Regions from separate parts of the Mus musculus genome. Here region 1 is linked to region 2. Evidence: chromatin contacts called from public HiChIP or PLAC-seq data. All regions are on one chromosome and are shown on one strand. The core of a region is the stretch at or near the end of the contact, and the rest is flanking DNA. Distances in the headings are between cores, read along the strand shown.

Region 1 (7,087 bases), core at 2,498-4,997, 170 kb after region 2:
TCTAGAAGACAGTGAGGGGGTTGTAATAAGGAAACATGGCCCAGTAAGATGGCTCTGAGGTAAAATGTTTGCCATGCAAGCCTATGACCTGGGTTTGATCCCTGGGTTTCACAGTGGAAGGAGAGAACTGACTCCTCAAAATTTTGAGGCCTTTTGTGGCCTTCCACTGGAATGTGGTCGGCTTCCCAGGGCTATGCTCATAGAGAAAACTGGCCCCTTCTCTCCCAGCAACGATTAATTAACTGCCAATAGCCCTTCAGCTAAGGGTGGGAGGACTCCATGCCTACCTCCTCTCTCCAAGAATATTTGGGCAGTGCAAAATGGACTTGATGGACTTTAAAACAAGCAAGCAAGCAAACAAACAAGACACAAAGTTGAATGGACAGGGAAGGAGCCTGGATGTGGGAGGAGTTGGGGGAGAAGGTGATACGAGCAAAACATGTTGTACAAAATCTGCCCGCCCCCTGGAAAGAATAGGAAAAATATATATTAAAGACAAAACAAGTGTCCTCTGATCTCTTCATACATGCCATGGAACATGTGCATTCACACATAGACAGACAGACAGGCAGGCAGGCAGGCAGACACACACACCCTGTACATAAAAATATAAAAACAGAATCAATAAATTAAACAGCAAAATAGGCATGAAAAGTGACTGAGCAATAAAAGCCCCCAAGACCGATGAACTGAGTTGTACATCCAGGACTTTTATGGTGAGAAGAGAGAGAGAATTAACTCCAAACAATAATCCTTTGACCGCTATACATTCACCACAGTGACTCAGTACTTGAGAACATTGGCTGCTCGTCCAGAGAACCCAGGTCCACTTTCCCCGCACCAACTACTTGTCACTTCAATCCAAGGGACCTGACACCCTCTTCCAACCTCTAAGAGCACCCAGGCACATGTGTGGTGCACAGACACACATGCAGACAAAACACCCATCCACACGTAGAATGAAAAATTTTTAATTTTAATTAAAAAAAATAGAATAAGGTGGTTGTGTCCACAGTTTAGAAAGATGGCTTTGGCCTTGATCTGTGAGGTGGAAGACGTTGCCATTGAAGTCTGAGGACAGAGTATAGAAAATAGCCAAATGTATCTTCCCTGTACACAGTGATCAACTGCGCGTCTCAATAACAGTAATTTAAACCATCATGCACCCCACGGTGCTTTTGCTCTCTCTCTCTCTCTCTCTCTCTCTCTCTCTCTCTCTCTCTCTCTCTCTCTCTCTCTGTGTGTGTGTGTGTGTGTGTGTGTGTGTGTACAGAGATAAACAGGGTCACTGAATCTGAAACTTATAACGTCCATCCCTTAAAGATAAAGCTCCTGCGTAGAATTGGTGTTTGAGCCCAGGCAGTTCACACTCAAAAAGTAGTCACCACTACTAATGTCTCTTACAGTTGCATCAACAAAAAACAGACATTAATTATGGCTACACTCTGAGCGTCTGCCTACTGTTCATCCATCAGGCTCTGATCTAGTTCTGGGAACCTTCACAGCCAAGAGCAGCATTTGGTGTTTAGAATTCAAAGAAACGGAGGCCTGGGGCAATAGCTCACTCAGTAGGTAAAGCGCCTGCTGTCCAAGTCTGAGGACCTGGGTCTGGCTCCTCAAAACTCAATAAGAGTCTGGCCCTACACATGCAAGGCAGACATCTACTGATGGGGCCATCTCTACAGCCTTGCAACAGTAGGTTTTGTTTTTGTTTTGTTTTGTTTTGTTTTGTTTTGTTTTGTTTTAATCCATGCCTCAGTTTCCCAATCTGGAAAAAAGACATACTAATGGTTCCAGATCTGCTGGAGCTGGGGTTACAGGCTGTTTTGAGCCACTGACATAGATGCTGGGAACTGTAGTTGGGTCCTCTGCAAGAGCAGCAGGCGCCCTCTCTTACCCACAGGCCCATCTCTCCAGCTTGAAGTTTTTGTTTTTTAACTTGACATAGGAAATAATAAATTTCAAGTAGTGACTCATGCCTGGTAATTTCTGAACTCAGGATGCTGAAGAAAGAAAGATGGTTATGGGTTCAAGGGCGTTTTGGATTATACAGCTCAGGACAGTTGGGCTGCAAAGTGAGGTCATATCTCAAAAAAAAAAAAAAAAAAAAAAGTCAAAAAAAAAAAAAAAAAAAAGGTATCAGCCAATTGGTGGTGGCGCACACTTTTAGTCCCAGCACTCGGGAGGCAGAGGCAGGTGGACCTCTAAGTTCGGGGCCAGCCTGGTCTGCAGAGTGAGTTTCAAGGCAGCTTACCTACTGAGAAACCCTGCCTCAACATAACAAGACAAAAAAAGCAACAGGTTTCAGCACAGCATTTCCATATACGGGTCATTGTGTGCTTCTCGTGATCCTCTGCACGGTCCCCGTCCTTTCTCACTGCTCCTGGTGGCCTCTTTCTTTCCTCCATTGTCCTGTTTGTTCTCACGTTGTAGATATGATAAGATTTAGGTTCTGCGTCTGAGACAGAACGCGTAATACTTGTCTTTCTGAGTGGGGCTTCTTTGTTTAACGTAATGATCTCCATCGATTTTCCTGAAAATGACATAATTTTATGCTTTATGCCTGAATAATGCACCACTGGGGGGGTAGGGGGGGAACATGCTGCTGCCTATTACATTCTCTTTATCCTTTCGTCGGTTGATGGGCATCTAAATTACTCTTGTAATTTGGCTATTTGTGAATAACCTTGCTATAAACATGGATGGCCAGCCCCTCTCATTTTGCCTTAATCACATCTATTACAACTCTATCTCGGGGCTGCCAAGATAGCTCAGCAGACAAAGCCCCTTGTGCCAAGTTTGATGTCCCAAGTTCAGTGACCCAGGACCCATATGTTAGGAGAGAACTAACTCCTGTAAGCCGACCTCTGACCTCCACATTTACAGCGTCATTCACGAAGCAACACACACGCAGGGACACATAAATAAATAAATAAATAAGTGTATGTTTGTTTGTGTTAAAGACCCTGTCTCCAGGGTTGGAGACACAGAATGTCTGGAATCCACCAGTGAGGGAGGCCCTAGGCTCTGTCTCCTGCATAGCAAAAATAAAAGGATGGCTGTTTATAGCTGCGCGTGACACCGATGGTGGCCGTGCCTGTCATTCTAGCTCTCAGGAGCTTGAAACCAGAGAATTGCTGTGATGTCAAAGCCACACCAGGCTACATAACAAGACCCTGTCTTGAGAATAAATATGGGCCAAAAAGAAAGGCACTTGCCACCAAGCCTGTCCACCTGAGTTTGATCTCCAGAACCCACATTGTGGAAGAAAAGAACCGACTCCCTCAAACTGTCCTCTGACTTTCAAATGTGCACCAAGGCACATATGGGCTCCAACATTTTCATATAAATCAATCAATCAATCAATCGATCAATATCCCTTTTCCAAAAGCATTCGGAGGCACAGGCATTGAGTCTTCAGTATGTGAGATTCTGGAACACTCAGATTGATCTTAATAACCCCAGAGTTGGGGGGGAGGCTGAGAAGCTGGAAACGGAGCCTGTAGTTTGATAAAGGCAGGATTTAGAGGCATACCCAAGGCCTCAGTGTAAACCTCTTTCCCCTCTGCCCCCTCTTAGCAGCTTGGATTTTACCCTGAGTGTGGAAGGAAGCCCCAGTTGACAACAAGCAGTTCAGACTTATGTCAAAGCAAGGTGGCTCTGGCTGCGGTTGACACTGAGTGACTCTGGAGGCCCACAGACATCGTATGGTACCCCAAGCCTCCCTTGTAAACAGCAGACAGCTGGGAGTCAGGATGCTGGAGGACCTGGGCAGAGGGGAAAGAGGTTTACACTGAAGTCTGCGAGTGTGTGGACCTTTACTACGGTCTCCCCAAGAAAACAAGACACAACACACAAACGATTAGATCCCGTGGCTGTCCCCCTCTCCTCTTCCACGGGAAAAGGACACAATCTTCAGCCATAAAGTTCTTTGCTTCTGTCTCTGTCCATCCATTCCTTTCCAGTTTGCAGACTGAAGAATGATCGCGGGTGCCCTCTACTGGCAGCTTGCTCCACAGTGTAACAACTTAAAGCTCATAGGAAGCCACCAGCCCACTGCGGCTCCGCAGCACCAATCTTTTCTCTTCCTCCATCCCTTTCCTTTTTTCCTTTCCATCAAGGCTATCTATATGGAAGACCTACTATGTGCCGTGTGTGTGTGTGTGTGTGTGTGTGTGTGTGTGTGTGTGTTCACACATAATATACATGTGGAACTCAAGGGACAACTTGCAGGAATTGGTTCTCTTCTTCCAATCTGGGGATTGAACTCGGGCTATCAGGCTTGGTGGCAAGTGCCTTGATGTGCTGAGCCCTCTTGCTGGCCCCAGGCACATGTTACTGAGGTGTAACCCGGGATCCACGGGATCCACATATTTAGCAAGTAGCAACTTCCATGGTGAGTCTGGATGAGGACAGGTTAGAGGCTACCATAATCAGCTAGGCTGCAGCCATGTGCTAGACATCTTTATTTGGGCGCGTCCAGTGCCTCACTGACCTCGAGACTTTTCTACATAATAGATGAGAAGTTCTGAGGGACACAAGCCTCTGGTCAATGGACACTTGCTTCAGTACTCTTAAACCTTTGCAGAATCTCCACTGTGAATCCAGGTTGGCACTTTGAGCCTATGTGCACACACACACACACACACACACACACACACACACACACACACACACCATACACCAAACACACACACATACACCACATCACACACACACACACACACCACACACACCACATACCATATACCACACATACACACCCCACATACATACCATATACTACACACACACACCACACCACACACACACACCCTCCCACACACACCATACACCACACACCCACACACACACCATATACCACACACACATACCATACACATACCACACACCACACACACTACACACACCACACCACATACACACACACTACACACATATCACACACCATACACACACACACCACACATACCACACCACACACCACAGACACACACATACCCCCATACACACATACCCACATACACATCACACCCACTTCACCACACACACATACGCACACACACACACACACACACACACACACACCACACATACACCTGTGTGTCTATAAGCCTGAGTCCAGAGCCTATAATACTCCAGGTTCTGCCCCTCTCCCTGGTCTTGTGGCAGCCACCTTCTCTTCTCAGTCTGCTGTGGTTTCCATAGAAACAGATATGGCCAGATGAGAGATCAGAAGGAGACAGAGCCTGACACTCCAGCCCTTAGACTTTTATGTAATTAAAATGCATCACCAGACAAGGCCTCTGCAGAAAGGCAGGGAGAGTACAGGTCTGTGTTGGTCTCTGTCATCCCAGGCAGAAATCTCAAGCTGGCCCAAAGAACCAGCAATGTGATTGCTATTTGTTCTTCTTTTTATTCATTCATGATTAAGCCATTTATCTGTCCCTCACACTCAAAGATTATGAATGATTAACAAAGATAAGTCCATTCTTGTTGCTGAGATAGGATCTTGTTATATAGACCAGACTGACCTCAAATGTATGACAATCTTCCTGCTCTGAATTTCCATGTTCTAGGATTACAGTAATGGGCCGCTATACCTGGTGTAGATAGTTATATTAGTATATATATATTGCAAGCATATGAGAGTCAGAAGACAACTGTTTGAGTCAGTTCTCTCTCTCCTTCTACAATCCATGTGGGTTAAAGCAATCAAACTCAGCCTGTCAGCCTTGGTGGCAAATGTCTTTACTGGCCAAGCCATCACTCTGGCCTGGTTAAATTAATATATTAATTTTGCACTTACTCTTTGCTGCTGGTATTGTCACAAGAACAGGAACACAGTATAGGTGAAAGGAAATCCCACAATGCCTCATTAAAGATGCTTGCTTCTCAGATGAGGCGACCACACAAAACCACACATAAAGATCAATAATACTGTGAGAGCAGGCATGAGATCTGGGCTCAGTCCTAACACTACGTAAACCCTGAACGGTAGTGAGTACCTGTGATCCAAACACCAGCCAAGCAGAAGCAGGTTGATCGGGAGTTCACAGTTATCCTCAGCTATCTAGCATGTCTGAAGCCAGCCTGAGCTATTGAGACTTGCCTCAAAAAAGAAAGAAAAATGAGGAGTGGGAGGCCAGATGGGTCTGTTGATGAAAACACTTGCTGCCAAGCCTGCTAATCTAAGTAAGATTTCAGGACCCACATGGTGGAAGGAGAAAACTAACACCTAGAAGCTCTCCTGTGTATTCTGAGCCTGCGCCGTGGTGTTTGCAAGCATGCACACATGCACATACATAGATATTGAAAATGTCTTTTATGGGCATGCTGAGTCTTTGTATAATGTGCATGCACCTTTCGGGGCATCACGGACATCTGAGCTGAAGATGTTCGCTTTGCTCTTCCATATGTCTGAGAACACAGGGGCAAGCTCCTCACCCAGTAAGCTCCTCACACCAGCCTGGATTTCTCTTCCCCTCTTCACAGGGACTCTGCTTGAATTCTGAATTCTGGATCTCTGCTTCCTGCACCTTACCCAGCCACCTCTCTTTGATGTTGTGCCCTCCACACACACACCCTCTCTTTCCCAGTCCATTCTACCTGTCAAGCCATAGATTCCATCTCCATAGATGCAACAAGATCTGCATTGAAAACATTCAGAAGTGTGCACCTTTAGCTCCAGCACTTGGGAGGCAGAAACAAGCAGAGTTTTTGTGAGTTCAAAGCCAGCCTGGTCTACATAACAAGTTCAAGACCAGTTAGGGCTACACAGTGAGACCCTGTCTCAAAACAAAATTAGAAAAAAAAAGTCACATCCTGAATGAAAGGACATAGGTATTTTTGAAGGGTCAGAACTTCCTACAACAGTGTAATTACTATTACATAGAACTTACATGGTGTTAGGTACTAGAAGTAATCTAAAGTTGACTAAAATAAATGTGAGATTGAAGAGCTGTCTTGGTAAGTCAAGGCATTTGCTTTCAAGCCTGATGAAGTGAGTTCACTCCCCAGGTCTCACATGGTGGAAGAAGAGACTCCTGAACACCATCCTCTGACCACCTCAAGTGTGCCATTGCGC
Region 2 (6,509 bases), core at 3,977-6,476:
GTCTTAAAAAGACAGAAGGCATGCTGCATTGGCTACTTCTGCAGTCACTGAGCTAAAATACCATCATAAAATCAACTTAAGAAAGGGTTGATTTCAGCTCACAGTTCCAGGGTAGGGTCCATCATGGCAGTGAAGCTGGAGTGTGCAGGAGCTCAGGGCTTCAATTGGAGTGGGAGGAACTGCTGGTCATGTTGCATCATTATATCTGTGGTTAAGGCTGGCCATGTTGTATCATTGTATCTGTGGTTAAGAAGCAGAGAGGTTAGGAAAGATGGCTCAGCAATTAAGACTATTCCTCCAGAGGACAGAGGTGCCATGCTCAGCACCCATATCATGGATCACAACAATTCCAGGGGATCCAATACTCTCTTCTGGCCTCTTTGGGCACCAGACATGCATGTGATACACACACATACATGCAGGCAAAACACCCATAATAAAATAAAAATGAAGTCCTGATACACACGATAGCATGAAGTTGGAAAACAATTTTCTAAGCAAAACAAGCCAGTCATAAAAATCCCATCTATCAGATGATTTCATTACACAAATGTCAAGAGTAGGAGAATTTATATAGTAAATTTAATGGCCTAAGGCTAGAGAAAACAGAGATCATAGGTCAGAGTTTCTTTAGATTGATTGCAGTAATAGCTGGATGACTCTTGGTGTACACTTGGTGCTACCAAATCATACAATTGCAATGGGTGAATCTTAGGTATGTGAATCATGGCTTAATAAAGCTGATATTAAAAATCCACATATGGCTATATTAATCCACCCAGCAGCCTTATTGAAACTGAAAGCAATATGCTTGTTTTAAAGATAAGAAGCCTGTAACCCATAGAGGATATTATGTACTCAAGTTCAGAACCTAGAAGGTGGGAAAGACAAGATTTCAATCTGCTTCAGTCTCTACTGCTTACTGTGCTCTAAAACATTCCCACACACTTGAGCATCAGAAATGCCCACCCTTGAGAAAGCACAGCTAACAGGCTCGTGAAGGTAAGCTTCAGGAACCAATTAATTCTTATACAATTAGGCATATTTTAAAGTAAGAAAAAGAAAAAGAGTGAGTGGAAAAGACTGTGTGTGTGTGTGTGTGTGTGTGTGTGAGAGAGAGAGAGAGAGAGAGAGAGAGAGAGAGAGAGAGAGAGAGAGAGAGAGCGCATGGGAGTGTGTGTTCTGGGGCTGTAGTTACAGGCAGGTGTGAGCTGCTTGGGTGCTGAATGCTGGCAACCGAACTCTGGTTCCCTGTAAGAGCAACAGACAGTCATAACAGCTGAGCCATTTTTCCAGGCCCCACAGGTAGACACTTCAGACCTACAGTAAGAGGAGACCACTGTTCATTTAAGAACCCAGCAAATGGCTTTTAATCTTAAATGGGTCTTCCTGAGTGAATGCCCTGGAGGATAGTAAAAATAATAACTATCACTTATTAAAATTTTACAATGTGTAAGCCGCCCCCATCCCAGACTCTTTATACACGGTGTAGTTAATTGCTGTAAGAACTCTATGGCATAACTGCTCTTTCTGTCCATCTTTTATTGTAGAGAGGTGAGCCTTGAAAGGTTACTGTCTTTTATTCTTTTTTTTTTTAATCCCCCTCCAGGTTACAAGTTAGTGTGGATGGCAGGTCTCGGAATGAATTCCAAATCTGCCAGATGCCTGAAGTCTTCAATAACCACTGGGTACATTTCTAGGCTATTAAATTTGAAAGCCATAATGAAATGTATCATTCTGGAAAGGTAGATTCTAAGAACTTGGCAATGTCAAAGGAATGCCTTCATCAAAATGTGCTCCAAGCCCTTGTCAGCTTATAGACAACTTCCTCCACCCTCCCAAGGAATAATTCACATACATTATACATCTTAAGAGCATCAAAAGGAGAGGGGAGGGAGGGAGGGAGGGAGGGAGGGGGAGAGAGAGAGAGAGAGAGAGAGAGAGAGAGAGAGATCTTAATAACCTAGCACAGGCACGTGAAACCCCGAATATACCTTATTTTGAAGTAATAAAGCTAATGACTGATAAACGGCAGGCACAGTTCTAAGCACTTTATAGCTGTTCACTTACCAAACCCGCATGACACCAGTCTACAGTAGTTATGACCAGTAAATCCCATTTTACAGAGGAGAACAGATACAGAGAGCCTTGGGTACGGGCTCTAAAATCACATGGCTCAATGGTTAAGTAATTGGTCACCATTAGAACCCAGATTGTAAGGCTGTAGAGATGACTTTGTGATTAAGAGCACTGGCTGCTCTTCCAGAAAACCTGGGTTCAATTCCCAGCACCCACATGTCAGCTCAAAGCCACCTGGTAGCTTCAGGTTCCAAAAATCTAACAACATCTCGTACCCTTTGCAGTCAATTGGTACTCGGCCTGTATACACACACACACACACACACACACAATTTTAAAATAATTCCTAAGAAATAAGGCACTGCATGTGCCATGAAGTCTGAAATTTTGCCATTTTGTTTTTTACAGAAAGAGCTGGCTGACCCCATTCTTAGGATTAAAATTTAAAACTCGAATTTAAATGTCAGGGGACTATTTTAATAAGTATCTCCCCACCCCACCCCTCAAAAGGGAGGAAAAGGCATGCCTGGAAATGGTGACTTTAGTAGGAGCAGAAACTTCCTTCCAACTTTCAAGGAACAGATAACTCATCCGTCCCACAAAGCGTGCCAAGGCCTAGAAACCAGTGGAGTTCTTCCCAGTTCGTTTTAATTAACTGGTTCACAGCGGTTTATGATCCCCGAGTGATTTTAATTGGAAGGAACTCAGCATAATGAAAATAACAACAGCTGACAGTTGCGCAATGTCCCCTCCACTGCCAGGTGCTGAGCTCAGTCAGACATTTCTAGCTAATCCCCCTGACAGCCAGGGAAGGTAGCCTGCCATTGTTACCCACTTCTGTGGATGAACCCCGGGTGGGCCTCAAAAGGTTAAGAAAAAGAAGAGAAGTTGGGACTCTAACCCATGTTTCTACCTCCACAGACTATGTACGCTCTTTATGCTCTAGCATTTGATTATATCAAGTAAACCTGCATGCACAAAGCAAACACCTCATTTCCAGAGTTGAACAGCTGTTATTAGAAAAACATTAAGTACCAAAATTATGAAAATAATCTTGGGGGATGGAGGATTAAATTTCCATCAACTGCAAGTGAGCAAATAATTTTGTATTACAAATTGACCTGGACTGGTTTTTTTGTTTGTTTGTTTGTTTGTTTTAAAGTGAGCTTATTAACAAAATGTAATACCACCATTTCTTTTTTCTTCCCAAACACAGGATCCTAGCTAGGGGTATAGATCTGTTGGTAAAATGTTTGTCTAACATGTTCAAAGCCCTGGGTTCGATCCTCATCACTACGTACAACCAAACATAGCAGTGTAGGCCTGTGATTCCAGCACAGCACAAAATGGAGACGGCTACGTAAGGGTCACACTTGCCTAGCTAGATGGGGGAAGGAGGGCACCCTGGCCTAGGGACCCTGTCTAAATGGGTAGATGAGATAGATCTGTGGGTAATAGAATTTGCTGCTAAGTCTAGCGACCTGAGTTTGATCCCCTGGTCCCCATACAATGGAAGAAGAAAGAAATCCCTGAAAGTTGTCCTCCTGCCTCTATTTACATGTTGTGGTAGGCATGTACCCACACACATGCACACACAAAAATTAACAGAAAGGTTATACTTTTAAGATAGTGAGCTCATAAGTAAAACTATCCCACAGCTAGATTAATATAACCACTCAAAAACTTGCTCCGTTCCAAACTTTCTATATCTCACTAGACTTCTATACAGTTAAAATTGCCATTTTGAAGCCATGGAGCCTTGGTGAGGATTTTACCTTTTCTTTTTGTTTGTTTGTTTTTGAGACAGGGTCTCCTATATAGCCCTGACTGGCATAGAAGTCTCTGTGTAGACCAAGCTGGTCTCAAACTAATAGAGAACTTTCTGCCTTTGTTAGCAAGTGCAGGGACTAGGAGCATTTTCCATCACATCCAGCCTGTTTTTTGTTTTGGTTTGGTTTTAAATTTTATTTTATTTGTGAGTTCATGAAGAGGTTGATAGGTGGATGAATGCACAGATGGAAGCAAGAATCCCCGCAGGAAACGGAGAGGAAATGTTTTCAGCCACATGGCTGAATCTATGCAGTCACTTTCTCTTCGTTTAATCCAGAAACCGCTGTTCCCCGAGAACTAAGACACGAGAGTTGCTTTACTAGCAAGGGAGAGGGCCTAGATCTAAAGCCAAGCCAGGCAGAGAACTAAGAGAGCATCCTTAACAGTCTTCCCGACAGTAAAATAAAAAATAACAAACGTGTTCAATCCAGGGTAAAGAGAAATTGGCCAAAGAAGCCACACTTGAGGATGGGGTTGGGAGTAGACTGGGGGTGGGGGGTGGGGACAGCCCTCCGTTCTCTAGTCACACTCAGTATTCCCCACAACTCACCTGAATCCCCTGCAGTGCAGTTCTGAGCTTCTCAAACCATTTAAGAGGGATACCAAACTCCTGATAAAACTGCAACCTTGATTAGTTAAAAGAAGGGATGGTAAATAGCGAAGATTACACTTCTATGAGATGCTGGGAATGGAAAGCCTAAAGACAAACGGATGGAGGCTTCCCTGCGGCTGGGAGTCACAACCCACACAAACGGGCTGGTAGAAAGGGGATTTTTTTTTTCCTGTGAGGGGTGGGTGGAGGTGTTCTGAGAGCAAATGCTGGCGATGACCCACAGCTGATCCGGAAAGAGGTCGAGAGCAAGGAACTACCACTTTATAAATTTCCTTGAAGCATTAACACTGAGTTGTATGCTTGGTGCAGTTTTGACTTCCGTGAATCAAATCTCAATAAAGCTTTAAAGGTCAGTTACCTTGGCAAAGAATCCTCAGACCCCTCGCTAAGCCTCTTAGGGTCTTCTCCTCCTCTGGTCGATGCTAATTAGGAACGCCAAGTTCTGAGAGAGAACACAGCAGTTGTAGCGCAAAGGTACTTGGCGTGGCGTGGGTGGGGGTACCCCAGGAGAAGGCCCTGCCTGGGCTTTCTCTGTTCTTTACTCTTTGGATCTAGGATCTTTTAACCTTTAGGGAACTTGGGCTGTGCTGTCATCAACTGAATCCTTGCCTCCCAATGGGCTGCTGAGGGCAGCCACATGAGGTATCTCCCTGCTTGGAAGCCTATGAGCTGAAGTTTCTCAGTTACTCTGCTCTGCGCATGTCTCTTGACCCAGCTTTCCCGTCTACTTCCAAGTCAGGCTGCCGGTCTTTGCACATGCCCTTAGCTATAGGCTCCTCACCAATTCCTCTGACGGCCTCTATGTATTATACCCAAGGATCTGAGGGAATAGGTGTTCAGTGACATGGGTTTTTTCTCTGTTTTCTTTCTTTCATTTTACTTTATTTATTTATTTATTTTGTGGGGTTTTTTTGTTTTGTTTTGTTTTTGTTTTTTGTTTTTGTTTTGTTTTGTTTTGTTTTGACAGGGTTTCTCTGTGTATTTCTAGCTGTGCTGAAATTCACTTTATAGACCAGGCTGACCTCAAACTCAAAGATCTGCCTTCTGAGTGCTGGGATTAAAGGTGTGCACCATCATCACCTGACTACATAGTGAATCTTAAATGAAATGTGTTAGTAACTTAATTTTTAATCTCATGCTATTATTTGTTCAGCGTGTTAGTATTTCATGTGTTTTGTACAGAGTAATAATGTTAGCATTTCATCTGTAGTTCCTAAGATTAAAATAATGCTGGGATTAATGGTGAGTACCACCGACCATCCATTTCTTCTTTTAAAAGACAAAATCTAATGAAGTCTAGGCAAGCCTCAAACTAGCTATGATAGCCAAGATGATTTTGAACCTCTGATCATCTTACCTGCTCATCCTGAGTCTTGGGGGTCCAACTCGGGATTTTATTCATTCTAGGAAAGCACTCTGTCAACTGAACCGTATCTGTAACCCAGTCAATAACTATTCTCCCAGTGACTAAGGCCTGAGTCCACGTCAGCAGTTGTCAACCTGTGGGTCTTGACCACTATGGCAAGCCTCTATCTCCAAAGGCTTATGACATTATGACTTATAACAGTAGCAAAATTACAGTTAATTTTATGGTGTGTGGGGGGTCACTACAACATGAGGAGCTATATCAAAGCGTGGCAGCATCAGGAAGGTTGAGACTCGGTGGTCTACTGTTCTACTGGATGGTGAACGGTCTTATAGAGGAGTTGATAAAACCAATGTTGCCTCTGCTGCAAAGCAGCAAAAAAGTAGTGTGAGAGCTAGGGCATCCAGATTTAAGAAATTACAAAAGAAACACAGACTAGCCCAGCTAAATTTGAATTTTGCATAAACAGTCACACACACACACACACACACACACACACACACACACACAAGAATGATGTCCAATTTGGATCTGCTGGCTGTCCTGTACTTTGTCTAGCACTCTAATACAGCAATGCAACTGTTAAGTCTGAGAGAGAAGACGGCCTTAATACTTTTAGAA

What was found. HiChIP or PLAC-seq counts read pairs in DNA pulled down with a chosen protein or histone mark.
Region 1: a contact with region 2 is called in an H3K27ac HiChIP or PLAC-seq map of extraembryonic endoderm stem cells. The contact joins two enhancer-like sites. A contact is called at or near these places in 11 of 484 Hi-C or Micro-C datasets (cerebral cortex, embryonic fibroblasts, embryonic stem cells and 4 more) and 15 of 115 datasets of contacts at active chromatin or transcription factors (craniofacial prominence, embryonic basal ganglia, embryonic forebrain and 9 more).

Annotation. Positions count from the first base shown.
Region 1 is chr7:6,914,469-6,921,555 of GRCm38.p6, forward strand. All of the region lies in intron 2 of Usp29 (ubiquitin specific peptidase 29), which reads left to right. Among named protein-coding and RNA genes, the nearest start is that of Zim3, 59 kb to the right of the region's middle. Within about 2 kb of position 3,748, at least 46 of the 459 cell types and tissues checked have an H3K27ac peak or open chromatin away from gene starts, as enhancers often do. A contact at or near this core is called in extraembryonic endoderm stem cells, where this site is marked.
Region 2 is chr7:6,746,600-6,753,108 of GRCm38.p6, forward strand. All of the region lies in intron 2 of Usp29 (ubiquitin specific peptidase 29), which reads left to right. Among named protein-coding and RNA genes, the nearest start is that of Usp29, 19 kb to the left of the region's middle. Within about 2 kb of position 5,227, at least 12 of the 459 cell types and tissues checked have an H3K27ac peak or open chromatin away from gene starts, as enhancers often do. A contact at or near this core is called in extraembryonic endoderm stem cells, where this site is marked.